Linked DNA regions of Danio rerio: region 1 is linked to region 2. The links are chromatin contacts, called in public Hi-C maps. All regions are on one chromosome and are shown on one strand. Each heading gives the region's core, a stretch centred on a gene start, on an enhancer-like site or on the middle of the called end of the contact. The rest is flanking DNA. Distances are from core to core; before and after follow the strand shown.

Region 1 (5,935 bases), core at 2,671-5,170, 170 kb after region 2:
TTTTAACAACTCTATCAACCGCTTTTTTATTTTTCTCATTCTTCATCTAAAATTATAGTATGTAAACTATGTGAAGATCTAATTTACTGAAATGTCTTAAAACACCATCATTTTAGTAACAATATGCAATTATGATTTTATTTTGAACCGATAATCCCTCTTTTATCTCATAACTATTTCTTCAAATATGCACAACTAAAAAAGCATGACTGATTTATGCATTTTGTGCCCCAGAGCACTCAAAATTAAACAATACGATTACATTATCAGTAATGATTTACCAACTGCATAAATGTTAATTATTTTAAGGGTTTAAAGTGTAGTCGTTTTTATCATTAAGTAATCCTCTGATTGTTTGGAACAAAATGTAATCATTTCATATTAAGCAAATGAGTCAACTGCATTAAATAAACGCTACTGAAAATATAATGACACTGATATGACAAATTAATACAATCTAATTAACATACAATTAACCACAGTTTAGCATTCAAATGCATTCATTTGTTGGCCTGTAAAGTAGTTCATATATAAATAATTTACTTTTTAGATTTTGTTCAAACATCAACTTTGTACTATTAGATGTACTGTAGTTAATGCGTAAACATGTATGCATGTAAATACATACGTTAGAACCATTCTTTTCATTAAATACAGCCTAATAGAAAAGTTTTGACTATAAAAGATTACTGTAATATGTTTTAAAAATTATCATGCTCATCAAGACAAAATGTAATAGATTATAATACAGTAAAAACAGGGATATTGTAGCATATTAGAATTAGATGTATTTTTAAAAAACTTAATAATAATAATACATAGAAATGGAAGTACTAATATATTGCAAATGATATTTCAATTATATTTATATATATATATATATATATATATATATATATATATATATATATATATATATGTGTGTGTGTGTGTGTGTGTGTGTGTGTGTGTATTCACAGTTAGTCTAAATTTAAAGCCCTCCTGTAAATTTCATTTTAAATATTTTCCAAATTGTGCTCAATAGAACAAGGAATTTTTCCAAAGGATTTCCTGAAATATTTTTTTTTTATCTGAAGAAAGTCTTTGTTTTATTTTGGCTAGAATAATGCAGTTGAATTTTTTTTTTAACCAATTTAAGGTCAATATTATAAGCCCCCTTGCGCAAGATTTATTTGATTGTCTACAGAACAAACTATCGTTATTGACTTTCCTAATTATTACCCTAACTTGTCTAGTTAATCTAATTACCAAGTCAAGCCTATCAATGTCACTTGAAGCTGAATAATAGTGTCTTGAAACATATCTGGTAAAATATTGTGTACCGTTATTATGACAAAAACAAAAGAAATCAGTTATTAAAAAGCTAGGAGAGTTAATATTTAAGAGTTAAATGTTGATTAAAAATTAAAAAGTATAAATTTTTTTGTGATTGTATTAGGAAAGCAAGTACAAAATTTTACCCACTGCCCTGACACAGCAAGAAGAAGAAATTCTCATTGTTGAGCTCTAAAAGTAAACAATTGGTTCACTTAATCTTAAAATGTCTTTTCCCTCTATACCTGTACTCCATCTGCTGCTTTAGAGTAGGTCTGTCCTGCAAACTGGCAGTCATCTGAGAGGATGGGGAGCAGCGCAGGAGCAGGGGGCAACAATTCCAAATTCCCCTGACTCATGTTCGCTTCAGGAAACATCTTCCCATCTTTCACAGTTTCCCTCAGGTTAATTACAGAGTCTCTTATGTTGCCGATGATCTCATTGTTCTCCGCAAGCAGTCTCTCTAAGTGGTCTATTTTGTCCTGCAGAATACCAATCTGTCCCTGTAGAACACAGAAAAAACCCTGAGTAACACTTTTAACACTGACCTGGGTGGGATTATGTAGAACTTCAGCACAAAATCCAGACAATGACTTAACAGTTACTACACAACACAAACACAAATTACTCAAACAGGGTTTCTACAGGTTTCCCCAAGTCAAACTTAAGACTTTTTAGGACCTTTTCAGACTTATATAGGGCTAGATGTACTGTAATTAGTCACGTTTTAGCCATTTATTTTAAGTTATGTGTTAAAACAAGCAGGCCTTAGTTGTATACATACTGTACGTTTTTGTTCAACATAACTTAAAAAACTAAATGAATACTAAATTAAAAAGCAAATGTTTGCACAACAGACTAAAGTTATAATATTAGTTATGAGTAGCTATAAAACTTTTGAGATGTGTTGTTTGTGATTGGATGTGTCTTGGATCCACTCGGTAGCCTTACATAAACAACGGAAAATTAAGACCCCTTTAAAAAGATTTATGACCTACAAGACAATATTTCAGTGAGTTTAAGACTTTAAGAGAATTGTCTTTTTTTTATTTAAGACATTTTAAGACCCCACAGATACCCTGTTAAAAGCACACTGTTTATGAAGCTTTCAGAGTTTAAAAATAATCATTTGTATTTGTACACAATACAAGAAGTCAAGTTATTTTTTGTTGTTCTTGCAAACTTGCATAGGCGACACGACTTTTGTTAGGTTGTGTATTTCATACTTTATTTAGTGGATCACAAACCAACTGACAAGTACACTTCAAGGCTAATCTTACAACGTCCACCTTCTCAAAATGATTGAAAACAATAAAATAAAAAATACTATAGTGTTTACTGAACATTATTATATATTTAAATGTATAGAGTACATATACTATAAATGTATATACTATAGTATTTACCACCCCCATGTAATGGTACAGCAAACTGTAGTATTACCTATCATGAACTGATAAACTGTAATAAATACTGCAGTATACAGCAGTTTTTACTACAGTAAGCTGTGGTGTATACTTTAGTATTTATCCAATAACTTGTATAGAAAATACAGTATTGGGTAATTTGTTTACATTACTGTAGTGCTACAGCTACTGCCACAACAGATTCATTCAATTACCTTTCTATAGTATGTTTAAAAAACATTAGGGGTATTTACTATGAATGACTAACTTTGTTTAATGTTTGCACTTCGAAGAAATTTGGAAGAAAAAAAACAACTATCGACGCTAAGGACAGCAAGGAAATGACCTTTGAGATCAGTTCACCGTCCAAAACTAAACTAATCTCTCTTTTAAGTCGACTTCAAGAGTTTCGTGATGTATATCAATGAATTACAAATAAAAGTCACATGATCAAAGTAGTAGTGATGCGGAAAATACGGTTACCGATCACAGCCATTTTAATTCTGTGCATGTGTATTATTTTAATACATTAATGTCACTTGGAAAGAAACCATCAAACGAGTAGTTCAAACAACTGAAAAGTGTATTTTCCTCAGCGCATTCAGCAGTCTGAACACACACACAAAAATCATACATTATGTTTACAATTTATGGATAACGTCAATTATAAGACAGCGGTCGGTAACGTTACTTACGTTCTGAATCCTCTCTCCGTTCGGATTTTTGCTGTGATCAATATGATCCAACATCAGGTACAAGGAAAATACCACCACACAGAATATGGCACTGCCAAAAACTGTAAACTGTCTGCTGAGCTTCATTTCTCAGACAAGTCCAGCACATTCACACCAAAGGCAAACTTTTAAAGGCTTGTGTCGAGCGGTGGTCCCGTAGGTGACAGAAGGCAGAAGTGAAAAAGAAAGCTCTTCTCGCCAGGAAGAGGAGTTGCGCGGATTGGGACACCTTCCCTTCTCTGTCTCGCGGTGGAAGAAATGTCGCGGTGTGAGTCCACGGACTGAATCCAATGCGATATGTCTTCAAAGTTTTGACGATGCGGAAGAGTTTGTGTGATTCAGCAAATTGTGACGGTCTACAGGCAAAGGAAAAGCGTCAACCCTGCCCCCTTCCTGCACTCACTACTGTGCCTCCGACAGAGTAAAAGTGAGCGTGGAGTTGCGCCGCCTAACGAGTGAACACATCACTCACACAACACACACACGCAAACTCAGGTGAGCACATACACTCAACAAATTTACGTCTGCTGTTTGTTCAAACTACTTAAAATGAGCTGAAACAACACAACTCTTTTTCGTATTAGGTTTCCACTTAAATGTCTAAATACTAATAGGTTAACTGAATTTCTTCATGTTGTCCCAACACATATCAAAATTGTTTTAGGTGTACATTTCAGTCAAAATTCTACCCTGGTTTTGCTGCTTTCATCATAAGAGACAGAAAGAGAAGTGGTTGGCTTAAATTATTACACCCCCACAAGAAAATGCATATTTTTATCAATGTTTTGTAAATATAGCTAAAAAATTATGCATTTAAATAAAACTGTTTTATTAAACATTTATATACATTCAAATCAGAGTTTGTTTACCTGGCATCTTTAGGAATAGAAACATAACACATTTAAAATCAAATGAGCTATCACAACAGCAAAATTTAGAAATTGTTTGTTTTTCTTGATTCATTCCTGTTTTTAATTTGTCTTGTTTTATTTTAATTTTATATTTTTTTCCGGCGACGCAGTGGCGCAGTAGGTAGTGCTGTCACCTCACAGCAAGAAGGTTGCTGGTTCGAGCCTCGGCTGGGTCAGTTGTGTGTACTTTGCATGTTCTCCCTGCGTTCGCGTTGGTTTCCTCCTGGTGCTCCGTTTTTTCCTCACAGTCCAAAGACATGCGGTACAGGTCAATTAGGTAGGCAAAATTGTTCGTAGTGTATGAGTGTGTATGGATGTTTCCCAGAGATGGGTTGGAAGCTGGAAAGGCATCCGCTGCGTAAAACGTGCTGAATAAGTGGGCGGTTCATTTTGCTGTGGTGACTTCGGATTAATAAAGGGACTAAGCCGAAAATGATTGAATGATGTTTTTTCCTCTACATATTAATTTGGGTGTTTTTGTCCTGTTTTTCTTTTTTGCTTTGTTTTTTTCCCGCTACATCAGTTTGGGTGTACTAATTTTGCAGAGTTATCTTTAAGTTTCTTTTTGTTAGATTAGTTCCAGTTTTGTCTTTGGTACTGACTAATTAGTTTAGATTATTCACAAAATGCAGTTTAGGTCTAAAAATACAAAATCAGTAAATGCAAGATATAGGTATAAGTTATAAGTGCACTTACAGAAAACTATGACAAATATTTAAAGATGGATGCACTATCAACATAATATACAGGTTGTATTAAGTAATCAGAGATTTACAAATAAATGAACAATGTACAGGTTACTATTAATAATCAGGAATGTGCAAATAAATACAAACATAATATACAGGTTGTTATTTAGTATAATCAGGAATTTCAAATAGATATGTAAATATCATAAATTTACAAATGTATATATGCACCGGATATTTACATTTACAAACGGATATATTTGTAACGATATTACTGTATTATTGTAAGGCATCCTATAGAAATATGGCGTTTATGTAAACCAGGGCCAGAAGAATCTGCTGACCTCTTTGTGCTATTTATGCACAGAATTTGTAAAAATATGCTAATTTATGGCGAAGGATTTCAAGAGTGTAAGAGCTGACAACCTACACACAAAATAAAAAAACTTTTTTTGAAGACATAAAAACCAACTTACAATTAGAACCATTTGTTTCATAAACAAAGCTACAGCAGGTTTCTCATATAATACATCCATTAATAGACAGAAAATATTACTCACATTTTTTGTAAATTATTGAAATACTTGCATATTATTCTGTAATCACACTGAAATTAATATAAAAATTAATAACTATATATTTACATGAGTAAACAAGTTAAATGATAGGCTTAAAAATTAGGGAAAAAATGTGGATTTCTGCAGGTGCAGATTTTGTGTGGGTGTAATGATGCCAAACATTCATTAATTTTCCTTTGGCTTAGTGCCTTATTTATTAGGGGTCACCATAGCAGAATGAACTGCTAACTCTGGCATATGTTTTATGCAGCAGATGCTCTTCCAGCCACAACACAGTACTGGGAAACACCCATACACTCTCAC
Region 2 (6,100 bases), core at 2,266-4,765:
GAACCAAAATAATCATGATTATGATTTTTCCCTTATAATAACGATAATTATAATTATGTATAAAACTACTTTTGTTTGACAAAGCAAGACAGAGTCTCCCAACACAATTTTAATGTAACATTTTACTTTACATTTATACTTTAATCTTAATGTTTATTATAATCACAATTTTTAAAATAAATAATTATAAATAAAACTATGCATTTTAACTTACGATATCCTGCCAAAAGGTGCAAAGGCAGCTCTGATGTCATCAGTGGTGATTTCTGGACTGAGGTCTCCAACAAAGACGTGGAAGTGATCTAAGGACACCAGACAAAAGATACTTGAATTAATGACACACCCATTATAATATTCAGACTAAATGCTAAATATTATCAACCAATCATTGTTTGGGGATATTATAGGAATCAAGAAAAAAACACTCACTGCTTGTGTCTTTTTTCTGGCTGCTTGGTGATGTTGCCCAATTGACCTTTACCTCCTAGAGGAGAGGAGTAGAGAGAGAAAATATTGAGAGAAATAAAATTATACAGACATGGTCATGTTGCTGTTTTCCATTTATCTTCTTAACACAATAGCTGTGTGAATGTGCAGCAGAGAAGAGGGAGACCTGACCATAAACATTTCTTACTTCACTATTCTAGTCTGAAATTGTTTGAATAGGTGAAAAAGAAGTAGTACAAAAATAATCTAAATAACAATGGACTTGCAAAACAAGATAAATTACCTACTTCTAATACTACTCAAATCGTACTTCATTAGCTGTTGAAAATATCATATTTTGAACTGAAATCAAATGGCTGATTTTACTGTACTGTTTAATCTAATGGTAATCTAGATATTTGATTTGATGTAATATGGATTGTTCTTCAAAATTTAAAGTCAATAAGATGACCCCTTAAATTAAACATTTTATTCAGCAAATCAGTCAAAATATTTATTAGTTCCCTAATATGATGCAAATTACAAATCTACTTTCAAACACTGATGAGAAATTATACTTAATATATTTACATAATATTACAAATATTACCACCAACTTATCTAGCATATGTTTTTACACCGTGGATGCCCTTCCAGCCACAACTCAGTACTTGGAAACAGGAATAGTTATTCATTTATAACAATATTCCAGAATAATATGGTTTTACTACATTTTTCTTAACAAACTGTTTTAAAATCTTTTTGATCCATAACTTGGAATGGTAATATTCAGCAAGACATCTTAAATATTATTTATGAACTACTAAGATGACAAGACCGCAAGTGAGTGTGGGTGTCATTTATAGTGTTTTTCATAATGTTGCCTTATGTATTTTGGATGTGGTGATGGTTTGTGGTAAATCAAATAAAAACTAGATGAATTTTAGAATTAAATAAAATTCAATTAAGAGCTTTAAAGAGGTGCCTCTTTATGTGGACGCACTTATTACTATTACATTATTTTGTTAAATCAAATAATAAATCAACAAATTTCTTATGGGAGGAGAATGTTTTTTCCCTATATAGTCCATTTTTGGGGATTTAAACAATTACAATGGTCCTGCTTTACATTTTTAATTTTCATAGCATCCGAGAATCCAAACAACGTGCAACTATTGATAAATAATCCCATGTCAGGTGTTTGAACATAAAATTAACATTGAATTGCCTCTTGTTAAAGTTGAAATAGTGACAACGAGAAGGAAATTTTCATGGGCCAATGACATCATATTGAAATATAGGTCTATAGGTCACCATCTCAAACTCTCCTTTTTAGTTCACACTGTACATCCAGTTCACAAGCTAAATATTGACCTCAAAATCATGTGGTCAAGTTTAATACACATAAGATTTTAACAGTCCCACCCTCCCGTCCCAGCCCAACTCACCCTGTAGATACGATAGCTTACCTTACCCATTATTTTACGCCCATTCATGGCTGCGAGCGAGGCCGCTGCGTGCCTATGTTCGAAGAACTCCACAAAGCAGTATGGATCGTTACCTGCCGTCTGAAAGCAAACAAGTACAATTAGACATCAAATTAATTTCTTATATCAAGTCTTTGAAAAAGAAACCTTGTTAATATGTAACATTAAAAGGGGAAATAAGGTGTTGCTTTTAAACATTACTAAAAGAGCATTTCAATATGGGCACAGTGTGTGTGTGTGTGTGTGTGTATTTATATACACACACACATACATACGTGTGCCTGTCTGTTTGTGTATCACAATGATGGTCAAAAACTTGCATTAATATACGTGTTAAAATATACTCACATCGACAATCATTTTACAGCTCTTGCAGGGGCCAATCTGACCAAAGAGCTGCATAATAAGGGCCTCGGTCACATCTCGAGACAGGTTTCCGACATACCTGCATTTAAAATAAGGTTTAATATTAAAAAGGAGGATAAGCAAATAAGAGTGAGTGGCCTGTTGAATTCAAGAAACCTTTATTTAAATCTATAATCTGATACACTAATTATAGGGGTCCAGGCACGCACTATGTGGCATCTTCAAGTACCTGAATCAAAATGATCCGCCTAATCTACATTACAAAAGAACTCGGTAGGCATGAGGACCCACGGGCCGCTACTTAACCTTAAAAACCTCATTAGCCATCCGGCAACGAGCTGCTTATTATTATCGTATGTACAGGTTTCAAACAAAGACATGACAAAACAGAGCAGAGGAGCACGCACGAGCGCGCAGCCAGCAACAAAAGCCCTCACTGTCGGATACGAGCAGTCTGATAAGACCAAAATAAGAACCATTTTAACATATATTAATCTATATTTACATTCGGGCTGAGTGTCAACAGTTTAAACATTGTGCGTTATAAATACATATCTGAACGCATGAGACGGATTCTTTGTCTACCAAAGCTGTAAAGACAATGAGCTTTCAGTAAGTACAAGGCAACTTCACGCACTCAAACACAGACAGCAGTGTGCGAGTGTGTGTGCTCGCGCCGTGCTCTGGCCTCTAAAGGCCTGCTGCAATTATCCAAATTAACTCACTAACTAGCACATGGTGTGCGAGATGCTTTAAATCACACGACTGGCCTTTGTCTCCCGATATTGAGCCCTAAATCTAGTGTGAATTTTTCATTCCAGCATTCAGGGCTTTTGTTTGGGGCTCAGATTTTACACGTCTGCTTTGTGGTTGTAGTTCCTTTAGCATCACAGTCAGGACTGCTTAGAGCTGCCGTTACGCGTCAGTTAAGAGAAATGACAAAGCAGAGAGTGTTTTTTTTAAACTATGGCTTGGCATGATGTGAAGTTGGCTGTCTAAAGTACTAGAGTATAATGCCGATATACGTACAGGGTCTTGGGCTGCTCGTCGTCCATCATATTTTCCTGATAGAATTAAGACACCGAACCCTGAGAGAAACTCCTCTTGTGTCGATTGTGAGATGATCTCGCGTTCCACCCGTGTCTCGCTTTTTCCAGTGTTGTTACCCTCTCTGATCTCCGTCAAACCTGTTATAATGAGAGTAAATGTGAAATGCCGCCTCGGCTGACTCCAGTTATGAACAATGGAAAGGCGACATAAGATGGCGGAGGAGCCGGACCGGAAATGCAAGCGCGCATGCGCGTACCAAGTACAAAGCGCACAAAAAAGCAAGCTTTGAAAATGTGCTCAAATGCTAACGCACTGTTTATTAAACCGTAACTTTTGTGCATTACATTGCTAGTTTAGACGTGTAACGTTACCAATTGTAATATGATTTAAAAAGGTAGGAGACTACGTAGATTCGTGACAAAAAGTAAGTGCGCCGCCCGGGAATCGAACCCGGGTCGCAAGAATGGGAATCTTGCATGATACCACTACACCAGCGGCGCTCTATGGGAAGGGGAGTAAATGTCCCTAATAATTGATGATCAAACCATGAAGGGAATATTTCAGGAAGGGAATTTTTTTAAGTAAAATTGTCAAAATTACGCTTTCCTCGTGGAGAATGCTTTTTGTCTAATTATGAATTGTGAATTATTAGATCAGAAACATATTAACCATTGGATTTTAAGGTGGCAGAAAATGTATAATACAAAATTAACGTTTCGAGCACAGTCTACGTTTAGGACATTTGCATCGCAATCAATTTGAAAGGTTGTGTATATTCTAATTTCATAAAATAAAATGTATTTTAATTATATGGTGTTGTTGACAAAGTAACCATGGCAACCTTTCAACTAGGTTTTTGCGTTGTGTGCTTTTTTATCAACGTACAGTGTCTGGTTGACTGCTGAATGTATCAGTATGCCTATACTCAAAATTCCTATTAAACATCATTTAGGAATAGTTTCTCAATCTCAACTCGAACAATTAATAAAACGCCACAGAAAAAAGAGAGAAGAAACTGGAAATGTTAGTGCAAGAAAAAAAATCAAACGGTAGGTATAAAATTCAAAAGGTAAGTAAATGATTTGCTATCCAAAAATAAACCATTTATCCATTCAACTATATTATTATTATTATTTTTAGTAGTAGTAGTAGTATTGACACAAAACTGACAGTAAATAGGACTTTTCTTTCTTATTTTACAGAAATCCCCTTGAAACAACAGAAGACTTTATTGAAAAATACAATCAAGTACAAGGTAGCAAGGAGCAGGAAAAGTATGAAAACCTTGCAAAAGAATTCCTTTGTCGATGGAAGGTATTAAAATGTTTCACACACATTTATATAGAAGAAACATAATGACAAAGTAGGCTAATTCAAATCTACAATGCATTATATCAATACAGTATTACAATAAAAAATGATACACATATTATCCCTGTACATAAAACCCTCAATCGGTTTTAGAGCTTTATGAGCTTTTATGTTTAGTACTAAAGAAGGTAATTTTAAGAAAGATGAAAACCTGCAACCATTGACTTCCATTTCCAAATTAATACTATAGAAGTCAATAGACCCTTTCACACAAACAGACTTTTGGAAACGGACCATGTGTGAACAGGCCCTTTAAAAAAATAATGGTAAATATGTTCTGCCGGAAAGAGAAGTTGTAACATTACAATTTCCCGAATGCTGCTCTGTGTGAACCAAGCGGCAACCTCCCACACTCCCTCGGGAAACCAGTATGGAAGTAACTAAAACTGCTATTCATTAATTCGCCTTTGGGGGTTGGGTCCATGAAATCCAGATGATTTCTGACTGCAATGGTATATTTGCCAGTTTTACAGCTGATAAAAACATGTTTACAGCCTGGTATAAAGATGGTTTTAGTCCATATAGCTAATACCCTTCATGACAACTGTAAGGAGGGTGATTTTTTTTTTTATAACTCAACCGTTTAATTTTATTAAGTCTGCATAATTAAGGGCCCCACTTAAGCGACAGCTAGGTCTCACTGCTCGCCATCTCGTCACCTCAGCTGATTCCGGCTGATTAGCAACTGAACTCGGCATATATATATCTAATTTTTTTGTTGTTTTATGTGGCTTCACACAGTCAGTTGCTTTTTTAAATTATTTCCTACAATTATCAGATACTTTAGCATGCAGTGTGCACTTAATTGTTCTCACAAACCATTTAAGTTGCCTCCATTTCCCAGGTGAGTGAAATTTTTATACATATCTATAAATGTATTTGTTTTACTTAAGATCATTTATCATATATAATTTTTTTTAGACCTGTAATGCACTTCAGAATCTGAATACTTCTGGATACTATGCCCATAACTTACAGTCTATGGTGTGAACAGAAGGAAATTTGTCAGAAACAATGCTCTGACATGAGACGTCTACTCTACAGTTTATGAAAATAAAAGCCTTTGAATCCTTATCCAGACACTTTAAGCTGCTGCATTTTAATCAAATAACGTTTCTGGTGTCAACTGTGGGGAAAAACTAATCGATAAATTGCATATGATAAACCGTCATGAAAGGCGAGGCAGTGGCACAGTGGGTAGGGGTGTCGCCTCACAGTAAGAAGGTCGCTGGGTTGCTGGTTCGAACCTTGACTCAGTTGTTGTTTCTATGTGGAGTTTGCATGTTCTCCCTGCCTTCGTGTGGGTTTCCTCCGGGTGTTCTGGTTTCCCCCAAAGACATGTGGTATAGGTGAATTGGGTAGGCTAAATTGTCCGTTGTGTGAAGAAGCACTCTGGTCAG

What was found. A called contact is a pair of places that touch in the nucleus more often than the background predicts.
Region 1: a Hi-C map of hematopoietic stem cells shows a contact between it and region 2, with 3 times the contacts expected there. The contact joins the promoter of man2a1 here to the promoter of tia1 in region 2. A contact is called at or near these places in 3 of 18 Hi-C or Micro-C datasets (caudal fin, hematopoietic stem cells and an unstated tissue) and 1 of 4 datasets of contacts at active chromatin or transcription factors (caudal fin).

What each region holds. Positions count from the first base shown.
Region 1 is chr5:62,460,659-62,466,593 of GRCz12tu, forward strand. It overlaps man2a1 (mannosidase, alpha, class 2A, member 1), which reads right to left and starts at 3,921. Exons shown (of 22, transcript NM_001110027.2): 1 at 3,416-3,921; 2 at 1,560-1,817. The coding sequence starts at 3,541.
Region 2 is chr5:62,292,715-62,298,814 of GRCz12tu, forward strand. tia1 (TIA1 cytotoxic granule-associated RNA binding protein) reads right to left here and starts at 3,516. Exons shown (of 12, transcript NM_212628.1): 1 at 3,309-3,516; 2 at 2,262-2,358; 3 at 1,896-1,994; 4 at 430-484; 5 at 215-302. The coding sequence starts at 3,337. tmem232 (transmembrane protein 232) reads left to right here and starts at 4,197. Exons shown (of 13, transcript NM_001100053.1): 1 at 4,197-4,378; 2 at 4,532-4,643. The coding sequence starts at 4,245. trnag-ccc (transfer RNA glycine (anticodon CCC)) reads right to left here and starts at 3,829; the gene lies at 3,759-3,829.